2 separate regions of the Sus scrofa genome follow, and region 1 is linked to region 2. A link is a contact called in public Hi-C data. All regions are on one chromosome and are shown on one strand. The core of a region is the stretch at or near the end of the contact, and the rest is flanking DNA. Distances in the headings are between cores, read along the strand shown. Region 1 overlaps TBC1D15 (TBC1 domain family member 15). Region 2 overlaps RAB21 (ras-related protein Rab-21).

Region 1 (6,093 bases), core at 1,819-4,318, 100 kb before region 2:
TTTCATTTGGGATCACTACCATATTTCTTCTGTAAGTTTTAGCTGAAGCAAGTAATCAAATTAATCTTCATATTCTGGTTGCTTTCAATCTATTTTATTTTATACATGATGTTCTTTGGGGTATATCATGAGTTGGCCTGGAATTAATGTACAAATTCCTTTTGATTAAAGAAAGATTAAAGGTGAATAAATTAGCATTCAGTGACACCCAGATTCTGCAGCAGTGCTGACTAATGTACATCTTAATCAGGACTACTACAATTTCTGAAGTAGTTCCCCCAAATTACTTACATAGCAAATCTGCTTCAGTGGGGAGGTGTGAGAAATGAACTCCTTATCATCCTACTTAGTGTACACATTCTTACAGGGAAATGAAAATTTTAATCTCTATATAGGTCAACTTTCCAGGTTAACTGAAGCTTATACAGTTATTAGTGTTATTAAAGTATCGAATTTCAAAAAAATTAAGAGTTTGAAATCAATTTTTTAACTAAACACTCTCCTGCCATCCTGCCTTCTTACATACAGTATCGTGAGTATAATTTAACCCTTTATTGTTTATTCAGAATCATGATTATGAACATACACTGTTAAAAAAAAAAAAACACTGAAACATCTTAGGTATCATGTATTATTAGCACTATCTAAAAATTATTCTTCCTCGGAGTTCCCGTCGTGGCGCAGTGGTTAACGAATCTGACTTGGAACCATGAGGTTGCGGGTTCAGTCCCTGCCCTTGCTCAGTGGGTTAACGATCCGGTGTTGCCCTGAGCTGTGGTGTAGGTTGCAGACGCGCTCGGATCCCGAGTTGCTGTGGCTCTGGCGTAGGCCGGAGGCTACAGCTCCGATTCGACCCCTAGCCTGGGAACCTCCATATGCCGCGGGAGCGGCCCTAGAAATGGCAAAAAGACCAAAAAAAAAAAAAAAAAAAATTCTTCCTTGAGTTGCTCTGTCTGCTTTCAGTAATTTTTGTCTTCTGTCTGCTTTTGATCTTCTTCCTCACTATTGAGACTATACTCACTGCAAATATACCTATCCCTCATCTATGGGCTAAGCCAAAACCTCAGTATGATAGGCTCACCTATAACAGTAAAATTACAGCTCAGGTTACTTTGCTATTAGTAAAAAGCAAAAAATTTGGTCCACTGCTTTATGAAAACTACCTTGACTTCTCACAAGGACAGAGTTCTTAATAAAAACCTTGGGTATGTTTCAAATAACTTAAGTATTTGACCAGAAAGAATGTGGGATTAATACAGACAAATGAAATTAGCAATTTATCCAATTAGCTGACCTGGGACTATGCCCTGAAAAAAAACTGAGCATTCAGGAACTCCTGAGAATATGCATTAACTCCTATCTCAAAATTACCACCTAAGAGCACAGGACCCTAGGACAACAGTCCTATTCCCTACAGTGGTAACAGAAACTAAAATGGCAGTGGGCAGGGTGCTAAATGTGTAGAGTTAAGAATGCCAACCTGAAATAAAGACTTGAATCTCTACCCCCAGTGCAATATTCACTACTGTGCAACTCTGAGTCACCTTCTAAATCAGTATAACCTTACTACTCATAAAGTAGGGATTACTTCCCCAACTTCTTCAAAAGGCAGCTAAAAGAATAAAATTGAAATCATGGAGTTCCTGTCGTGGCGCAGTGGTTAACGAATCTGACTAGGAACCATGAGGTTGCGGGTTCGATCCCTGCCCTTGCTCAGTGGGTTAACGATCCGGTGTTGCCGTGAGCTGTGGTGTAGGTTGCAGACGCGGCTCGGATCCTGAGTTGCTGTGGCTCTGGAATAGGCTGGCAGCTACAGCTCCGATTCAACCCCTAGCCTGGGAAACTCCATATGCCGCAGGAGCAGCCCAAGAAATAGCAAAAAGGCAAAAAAAAAAAAAAAGAATAAAACTGAAATCAAAATCAAGGATGACAGCACTCTGTAACCTGAGAAGCAATGTTTCCAATGATCCAATTTGAGGTTCACTATGGATGTGATAGACAAGACTGGCTACATTTCACCTTTTAGAGAGAAATCTGTAATATTCAACCACCAGCACCAAAGAGGCTGGTGCCTCAGGACCCACAGAAGAGTTTATATCTTCCCTAACTTACACATAAAAGCCAAGAGGGGGAGCTCCCGTCATGGTTCATGGGTTAAGAACCCAACATAGTGTCCATGAGGATGCAGGTTCACTCGCCTCTTTCAGCAGGTTAAGGATCCAGTGTTGCCTTAAGCTATGGCATGGGTCACAGATGTGGCTGAGATCTGTAGCTGAGATTGAAGCTGCAGCTCCAATTCAACCCTTAGCCTAGGAACTTCCATATGCCACAGGTGCAGCTGAAAAAAAAAAAAAAGAAGCCAAGAAAAATTCACATAGATACAATAAAGAAAATGCACACATATTCAAGGTTCATTTGAGTTTAATATCACAAATACCCAATTACCTTCTTCAAAAGGTGTCTCAAGCTCTATTAAGGTAATCTGGAAAACATGTACTTTCACTATCCTCTAGTTGGGAGTCACTAACATCAGTAGAAACTTTTCCATTTTTTTTTTCCCATTCTTTATCTTTATTTAAAAGTTGAAGATTAGGGAATTTATTGATCCTTTAAAGAAACAACTCAAGTTCTCTAGTCCCTTAAAAATATCAGTTCCTTAGGTTTTCCATCTCTTAGCATAACGTCCCCATGCAATTCCCCACTCCCACCTCCAGCTCCAATCTTTCCAATTCATTCTTGGAAGAAAATAGATTAACCAAGAAAAAAGAGTAAAGTTCTATATGCCTTAGATAGTGTACTGGTTGTCTATGATATAAAATCAGTATTTTTCTTCACAAGGGAGAAAGCATATATCAAAAAAAAAGGTTCCCAACCTTTCTCAGTTCACAGTATTCTTAATGGGTCAGTAATTTTTTTCCAAAGTGCTCCTAAGCTCGAAAAAATTACTACCATTCTCATTTATTAAACAGATCCAAACAACTTAATAAATATTTATGTCCTATGAACTTAGCACCTGTTGGGCACAACACTACTTTTCAAACTGGTATTATCTCAAATCCAGCTGGATACCACCTCCTCATCTATTTTCACACAGTATTTGCTTATCACCACAAGGCCAAACACTCTGCTTTGCAAAGATATAATTTCATCAGAAGGAATTTGGTAATCTAATGTTGAAACCCTGAATTACTTCAGGGCAGTTAGAGCAGGATGCTACAGATGTCTCTCTCTTTCCCTCAAATATTTTAAATATCCCACAGTGTCTCCATGAGTTGGCTGCAACAACCCACTGTCCTTGGTGCACAATTTGAGAACAAGAGAGCCTTTTAAGTTTCCATTCCCTGTGGAAAAACCCCTATAAAAACTAAGCCACAGAGCTATCACGTATGTCTAACAGGTTAATAAATTTAAATAAATACATATACACATATATAATATCTTTAAATTAGGATATTAGAAGAGAACTCACCTAAATCAAAATCATACATACAGTATGTCATCAAAATGTCATGAAGCAAAATCAATCCTGGATTATCTTGGCCTTCATAAAACTTGTTTGTTCGATCTGTTCTGTTAACATCTTTTTCTAAGGAAGAAAATCATCACATATTTGAAAACCTCAGATTTTTATAAAGTTCATATTTCACAAGTAAAAAATTATTTTTCTTGCTATTAATTTTATACTCTTGCCAAACTTTTACTTAATGAAAATATTCACCAAATTTCACTTTCAGATATGTAATAGAGCAGCATTTTAGAATATTTTTCCAAAGTCAGTCCACCTCCTCTTGGATGTATTTTTAAATATTTTTTTCAATTTTTACCTAAACATAGAAATACTTTAATAGTAGGAAATACTTTTTTCTTTTTAGGGCCGCACCTGCAGCATATGGAGGTTCCCAGGCTAGGGGTCGAATCGGAGCTACAGCTACCAGCCTACACTACAGCCACAGCTATGCTAGATCCAAGCCGCGTCCACGACCTAAACCACAGCTCATGACAATGCTGGATCCTTAACCCACTGAGTGAGGCCAGGGATCGGACTGGCAACCTCATGGTTCCTAATCCTATTCGTTTCCGCTGCTCCATGACGGGAACTCCAGGAATACTTTTCATTAATTAAAACCAAGAGTAAGCAATAAAATGCTAGTCATGAATGCATATGATGGGCAGTAATATTTGAAAACAGTAATGAAAAAGCTACTATGCAATCAACCACAATCAGAGAGATTTGTTTTGTTCATAAGTGCTTCATTCACTATGAGAAGTATTATCAACTTCTTTGTCATGTTCCATAATCATCTCTAGGACAAATTACTTCCATATTCTCATACATACATTATTCAGTTTCCATATAATTATAAGCAATTTATTTTAATTTTGAAAACATAAAAAAACACATTTTCCTGGAAATTTTATGACATTAGAAACAGATTTGAAAACATCACAGAAGTGTATCCCAAGTTGTACTGAAAATTCAGTTCACAAACACTGATACCCACTAGATGCATCTTGTGGTGAAAGACTTTACAACTAAAAAGGCATTCCCCAAACTTGAAACCCTCAGTAAATTAGGAAGAAATAATTTAAAGAAATTCAAAGCAATTAACTTACTCTGTAACAATTTTCTTTAAAAGTTATAACTGAACTCTCCCCCTACCCCTGCCCCATTAAATTGAATAACTTGAAAACATTCTCAATAATTGTTGTGAAGGAATGAGGATACTTTATAACAAGACAGAATCTAACAAAGGATGACACAAATTTAGATTCTGTAAGGGCATTTAAAAAACCGTAAGGACAATATCCCAGCTTTCTGTTAAAATATACTACATTTGACCCTATAAATATAAGCATATATCTATAGAACTGTGGATACATTTTTCGAATATGGAAAAGCAATACCCCCCAAAAATCATGCCATAAGTATCAAATTTCATTTAAAAAAATCAAAATGTTTCATTCTCACATCACAGTTGATAAAGAGGTACATTTATTAACTCAAGCACAATTTACACTGCCCTAACACTAATACAGAATATCTGCTTTAACAGGTGTTTTAAACAGAGTGAAAAGTTATTTGTATCCTTGAACTTTCCTCTTGTATAGATATTTGGTTATGGCATGCTAGGTAGAAAACAAAGAGATCAAAAATTATATAAGAGGAGCTTCCATTGTGACTCAGTGGTAATAAACCCGACTAGTATTAATGAGGACTTGGGTTTGATCCCCAGCCCCACTCAGTGGGTTAAGGATCTGGCGTTGCTATGAGCTGTGGTTTAGGTCGCAGACACAGCTCGGATCTGGCGTTGCTGTGGCTGTGGTGTAAGCCAGCAGCTGCAGCTCCAATTCAACACCTAGCCTAGGGACTTTCATGTACTATGGGCTGCACCCCCCCCAAAAGATACGAAAGTATTTCTAGAAACTTTTTCTAGAAAGAAAATAACTCTATATACTAACAATGAAAAAGCAGAAAAGGAAATCAGGGAAGCAATCCCGTTTACCATTGCATCCAAAAGAATAAAATACCTAGGAGTAAACCTACCTAAAGAAACAAAAGACCTATACTCTGAAAACTACAAGCCACTGATGAAAGAAATCAAAGATGACACAGATAGATGGAAAGACATACCATGCTCGTGGATTGGAAGAGTTAATATTATCAAAATGACTATACTACCTAAGGCAATCTACAGATTCAATGCAATCCCTATCAAATTACCAAGGACATTTTTCACAGAACTCGAACAAAATATTTTAAAGTTTGTTTAGAAGCACAAAAGACCCAGAAGAGCCAAAGACATCCTGAAAAAGAAAAATAGAGATGGAGGAATCAGGCTCCCAGACTTCAGACTATGCTCCAAAGCCACAGTCATCAAAACAGTATGGTACTGGCACAAAGACAGAAATATAGATCAGTGGAACAGGGTAGAAAGCCCAGAATTAAACCCACACACCTATAGCCAACTAATCTATGACAAAGGAGGCAAGAAGATACAATGGAGAAAGGACAGCTTGTTCAATAAGTGGTGCTGGGAAAACTGGACAGCCACATGGAAAAGAATGAAATTAGAACACTCCCTAACACCATAC
Region 2 (6,584 bases), core at 2,448-4,947:
CTCATTTTAGTTTACTCTGTCCTCTTCCCTAACAGCTATACCTTTCCTTTCTTTCTTCCCTCAAATAAAAACCTACTCTGAAGAAAGAAAAATCGCTAAACTCCTGAATTTTATATATTAACCAGTGAAGAGTAGACCAAAAGTAAAATACTTCAAATGAATTGTAGGCAGATGCCTTTCTAATTTCATTTATTTTATTTTTTTGTCTTTCTAAGAGCTACACTCGCAGCATATGGAGGTTCCCAGACCAGGGGTCGAATTGGGGGTGTAGCAGCAGGCCTACACCACAGCCACGGCAACTCAGGATCAGAGCAGCATCTGCAACCTACACCACAGCTCGTGGCAACGCCAGATCCTTAACCCACTGAGCAAAGCCAGGGATCGAACCTGCGTCCTCATGGATACCACTCAGATTCGTTTCCACTAAGCGACAACGGAAACTCCCCTAATTTCCTAACTCACATGTTTAAAAGAGACCCTGGTTCTAAGGTAAGAACTGGCTTGCATTTAAATTCTATGATTCCAATGAAATCTATCTAATTGACCAGATTCCTTTGGCAAAAGTTTTATGAATAGTCAGAGGTTACTTAAAAAGGCAAAACACACCCAAAGAGATTTGGGAGAAAATAAAAGTCTGTATATATTGACATAGTAAGAGATTAAGAGCTCCTAGACATGTTGGTAAGAAAAAAAGCAAGTTGCAAAAAACACATGCATAGTAAGACACAATTTATGTAAAAATTTTAAATGCACAAAATTATGTATTTTTATAGGTAAATATATATGTATATAAATGCACAGAGAAAAGGTGATTGAAGAGTATATACTACAGAGTTATAGTTACCATTTGGGAGGAGGTACCCAAATACCACCATTGTCTGTTTATCAATGTTATCACACTTTATCCCTGCTATCTCTCACCTTTCTCTCATTGCTCTACACAAGTTCAAATTTAAGGAAATCATATTATTTTCTTCTTGAGTATGTAATAATGAAGAGATGATACAGCTGCCAGAAGTATCAAAATCAAAATAAGAACTCGTACAGTGGGGAGAAAGAAGACCATTTTAGTTAGCAGGCCTATCTTTTGGCTTTAATGTAATGCATTTGGAAATATGTGCAGTCTCCTGAAGACCAGATGCTTTAAGGATACGATTCTTTCTGGGTGTGGCAGGTAATAACTCCATGTTCATTATCTACTGTAGAGAAAATGTTGCAGTAGAAAAGTTAACACTCAAAAGCACACTCAGCTTCCTCAGAAAAGAGATTATATATAAATCCCAAGTAGCACAAGCAATACTAAAGGTCCACCAAATGTAAGTGATATTTGTTTAAAAGCAAAGCATTTTTTTTTTTTTGGTCTTTTCTAGGGATGCCCCCACGGCACATGGAGATTCCCAGGCTAGGGGCTGAATTGGAGCTGTAGCCGCCGGCCTACGCCACAGCCACAGCAACGCCAGATCTGAGACACATCTGCAACCTACACCACAGCTCACGGCAATGCTGGATCCTTAACCCACTGATCGAGGCCAGGGATTGAACCCACAACCTCATGGTTCCTAGTTGGATTGGTTAACCACTGAGCCACGACAGGAACTCCCGCAGAGCATTTCTGCTTAAAATTGGAAACTCCTAAGAATATTTCTTAGTTTTTTTCATTATATATGATTAATACTAAAATACTTATATTTAGGAAAGTTTGCTCAGAATTGTGATTAGTTTGTTTTCTTGGGAAACAAGAAAAGCCATCAAAGTTGGACGTATGTGTAGCATTAATTCTAGTCCACGACACCAAATATATTAATCTGTTTTAGTCAATTAAAAATTACAGAACAGCAGCTTACTAGAATCAATGTCTATTATGAAACCAAGTAAATGTATACATTCAATGAATCCCAACTTTTAATTATTCAAATCTAGGTAAAATGTATTTTGTAATTTAGAAAAGAATACTTTCTATTCAGTCTTTACAGCTTTAAAAATTATTAAGGCCCTTGCTGATCACTACTAGCTATACCCTTTTCTAGAAGATCTTAACATTTTAAATGGTCACAAATTAAGTAACCCCCTCCTTGCTATGCTATCTATAAAGAAAACTGTGCAAACTATAATGGCAAACAAGTAGCAAAATAAAGTTCAAAAGTCAAAGGCACTGATCAAACGCTTTTAGAGTAGTAAGCAGTAAATATAAAGATAAGTTATATTATCTGAAGATAGTATAAGATCAATGATAGACTCCTGGTACCATTTATAATATAGAAAATTGCAAATTATGTATTAAAAGAAATAAACAGTACAACAATTCATTTTTTTTAATGTTCTAAATATTTGGCACAATGCGTAACTTGCCTCATTTAGAAACTATGTGATAAAAGTAATGTGGTTTTCAAAATGATTTTAAACTGTCAACTGTCAGGTTGTAGAATTTCATATCTATCTGACTTTCATTCTACTCCTTACTACCCTCCTTCCCTAGACCCCAAATCTTATTTTTTCTTACTAAAAAATCTAAAAATGAAACATCGTTCTAATGTTAACTAATCACTAATAATACATAGCTAATGTATTTTTTAAAATATTTCAATTTAGCTGTAACAGCCATAGCTTAAGGCTACTTTCAAGAGATAACCCAAAACAAAGCAAATTCAAACAATCTTACTTCATACAATAACATGATGCTTGTTTCTTGTCAGATTACTGTTTACCCCAAAATTGTTGCAATACACATTTTTAAAAACAATGACCTTCCTCTATAATCACAATGCAAAAGAAGCAGAATACTCATCATCATTACAGAAACAATGATTGCATACTTTAAATATTCAGAGACCTTTATAATGACTATTCTAAACCAATTTTTAATTATATATACTGAGTACACACTTACTAGATAAAAAATATACTGGTTCTACCTACCCACTATTTTTAATACACAACACAGTAACTTGTGTCTTCTTCCTAACAGCACAATCATAAGGACAGGAACACAAAAAAACATATTAGAGAAGTAAACAAAGTATCAGAAAAACGTCCTCAGCCTTGGTTTATCATCTCTTTATCTTTCCTTTGTACACATGCTGCAACTGGTTGGTCCTCTTTCATTACCCTTTCACTCTATTCCTCCCTAAGGACTTTTTGGGCTTCAGAGCAAGGACAGATATATACTGTATTATCTACTGTTGCTACTGAATTAGCTTAAATTACAGGTTAAAAAAAAGAAGACTGAAATGCTAGAGGTTAAAGATACACAGAAACCAAGGGAGAGTAAAGGAGAAAAAAATATGGAGAGTGGCTATACCCCACCAATAATTATCTGGCACTTCTGAAGCAGGAGTTTCTATCTGGACTTTATATCACTAATATAGGGTCAAAAATTCAGCGTACAACTCTCCGATTATCAGGCTTTATGACTTTATTTTTTTGGAATAAAGCTCAATTTCATCGCATTAGTTTTATAAACATACTTCATTCCAGTGGAGAAGGGCTTATTTTCCATCTACAAATGTCAAGCCTTTCATTACCATCACCGAAAGAATCAAGAGGGCAAAAACAATTTTTCCTATATGTGTACTCATGATTCCCTCTGCCTCCCTCTACCCCCTGCATAAATAGTAATTTCAAAGGAAACCAAGAAACTACATAGAGTACAGTCATCTCATAGAAGAAGACAGTTTTAGCTTATCTTCCTGAGGACTTGTCCCACCCTACCCTCCCTTACCACACACAACAGAGAAGCAGTGTGTTGAGTTTGGCAAGGACGATAACTGAAGAAGGCAAAATGAGGAAGTATGGAATACTTAATACTAAGTTAAAATTCTAGCATCACATCAAGGTGTTGATCTATTCAACTTTAACCCATCTGGGAAAGTTTCTTCTTTATTAACTATGACCTCTTCATATCCTCTTAATTGCTCATGCTAGTAACTTTATTGCATACTTCTGCTTCTTACAAAAAGGAAACCCAGGGACATTCCATTTTATCTTAGACATAACATTTACTGGTTTTCCAAGCATGACAGAAATGGAAAAATATATGTATTAGAACAAGAACAATTTATGTTAATTTCCACAATTTGTGTTCCTTCAGTGAGCAGTGCCTGATTCTATTAAAATTAACAAATTTAAGTTCAGTCCTATGCTTACTTAGGAAAAAAAAAAAAAAAAAAAAAAAAACCTAGTGAGAAACTAATTTACAAAGTATACAAGAATATAATTTTATAATAAATCTTTCCAGTGTTCGCTATAACTGCATTACATGAAATGTGTCCCTTCAAAGAAACTTAGAAGGATAGCTCTTATAAAATGAAACAAAAATTTCTGTGTTCATCTCTGGCAAGCAATGAACAAAAACAGCTTGCTCACAAAAGATCTACAAGTGCTTCCTCGGGAGCAGAAACTACCACCAACATGCTGTATGAATGAGTCTTGGTGAGTGGCTACTACCTGGGACTTCTTCTAACTTTCTTCTCACACCAGTGAATCCATCTCATATAAAGCCTAAGAGAAAACTAAAGCCGTTGCAGAAGTGAAACTCAGCATGCTCCGCTCAAATACTTCTAAGGTAACCATTCTAAAGCAAAATCAGAAGTCATCTCTTATCCCAAAAAACAAAAACAAAAAAACAAAAGAACAAAAACCCCAACAAAAGAACAACAAAAAAAATCCAAACCAAAAGGCAAATGCTGTTGTTCAATCATCAGATGGATTTACAGAGGCAAAAAATGTGACAACAGCAATAATTCAAGTAAAGTATATGAGAAAATTTAAACACGCCACTTTTAAGTTAAGACAAAAGTGAAGGGGAACTATAATTTTTATATCAGAGTCAAAAAGCTTAGGCATTATCACCAAATGTTAATTCACTTTACAGTCATCAATGAGACTACCGTATATATTTTTGCACCTTGCGCTTGTAAAAGCAGATAAAATATTTAATATGTAGTTTACAATGTATTTTACCAGCTCAGCATACAGGATGTATATAGATTATATCAAAGTAGTAGACAGTTAAGGGCCTGTGCAAACCCTGCAAAAATAGTACTTCAGGTATCTGCTAATTAAAAAAAAAATGAAAACAAAAAGTTTGCTGTTTAGAAGTGATACAATTCAAACTACCACAAAATACAAAGGGCTGCAAAAATGTATACCATTCCAACAACATATATAAGTTATTAAATAAAGATCTGATTTAAAAGAATATAAATGAAGACTTTAAGTAGGTCTTTTCTACATGCATATTATTCCTTATTAAAGAAAAAAAATATGTAAAAAGGCCATTGGTAATTGCTTTGTTAACATTTGTAGAAAATGCCAATTCTCTGGTCACAAACTCCACTAAGTTTAGCACTTAAGGTCTCTGCAGTGTTATAAACATAATTTAAAATACTGTTAATCCTATAATTCCATTGGTAAAATAATGTGACTTGGAATATGGCAGTCTTCATGTTGAGGGCAATGATCCACAGTTTGTTTAATTTCTTAGGGGTCAACAGTTATCCAGAAGAACAGCACCCTCCGCCACCGCTCTGGGCTTGAGGTTCATCATCAATAATCTGCACACCTCGCCTTGTAGCTCCTGGTTGACTGGAGCCATTGCCTTTTGCCCTCTCATCCACTTGTGCTGTTTCTATCATCCCTAAGAGAGGGAGAAAGCAGAAATTATTTAGGATCACAATCTGAGTTTTCCCTTTCTACAATTTCAGTATACCACCATGATAGCTACTGATGACTTTCAACCAACAAGGAAACTAAATAAAAATAATAGCAATGGTGTTTGTCCAGTTGTAAAATGGCCACCGTGACATCAATAGAGAAAAGAAGTTTTTGATTTGAACCAATGAATGTACAGAAGTATCATCCTGAAGCTTTTCCCATCCTGAAGCTTTTCCAAGTACACTTAGAAATTTGTCAAAGAAGTTAAAATTGTTCCAAATACAAACGATATTTAGGGTACTTGCATCACGTTATCCTTCAACAAATAATGTGAAAGTTTTAAGCAAATAATATCTGAAAGAATGAAACAGTTTAAGAGGAAGAAACAAAGCTGAAGGACTCACACTATCTGATTTAAAGATACAGCAGAAAGTTGCTCTAATGATGACAGTGAGATACTGGTAAAAGGAGAAATACAGAGACATTGGAACAAAGTCCAAAAATAAACCCCCAGATATATGGTTACTTGATTATTAACATATGTGCCAAGTTTATTCAATGAAAACAAAGTATTCTTTTCAAGAAATAGTACTGGAGGAGTTCCCATCATGGCTCAGTGGAAAAGAATCTGATTAGGATCCATGAGCATGCAGGTTCAATCCAGAGCCTCAATCAGTGGGTTAAAGTTCCGTGTTGCCATGAGCTTCGGTGTAGGTCGCAGACGTGGCTTGGATCTGGCATGGCTGTGGCAAGGCCAGCAGCTATAGCTCCAATTCAACCCCTAGCCCGGGAACCTCCATATGCCACAGGTGCGGCCCTAAAAAGACAGGAAAAAAGAAAAAGAAAAAGAGAGAATAGTACTGGTACTGGACATTTACATGTAAAAGACAGAAGTTCAAGCTGTACCTTCCACTATATGTGAAAATTAACAA

The links. A called contact is a pair of places that touch in the nucleus more often than the background predicts.
Region 1: a contact with region 2 is called in a Hi-C map of fetal liver, with 1.9 times the contacts expected there. The contact joins two enhancer-like sites.

The regions. Positions count from the first base shown.
Region 1 is chr5:35,886,411-35,892,503 of Sscrofa11.1, reverse strand. It overlaps TBC1D15 (TBC1 domain family member 15), which reads right to left. Exons shown (of 18, transcript XM_003355517.4): 12 at 3,470-3,586. Among named protein-coding and RNA genes, the nearest start is that of TPH2, 28 kb to the left of the region's middle. Within about 2 kb of position 3,068, at least 1 of the 83 cell types and tissues checked has an H3K27ac peak or open chromatin away from gene starts, as enhancers often do. A contact at or near this core is called in fetal liver, where this site is marked.
Region 2 is chr5:35,784,469-35,791,052 of Sscrofa11.1, reverse strand. RAB21 (ras-related protein Rab-21) reads right to left here. Exons shown (of 7, transcript XM_003481659.4): 7 at 2,299-5,635. The coding sequence ends at 5,493. Among named protein-coding and RNA genes, the nearest start is that of RAB21, 30 kb to the right of the region's middle. Within about 2 kb of position 3,697, at least 1 of the 83 cell types and tissues checked has an H3K27ac peak or open chromatin away from gene starts, as enhancers often do. A contact at or near this core is called in fetal liver, where this site is marked.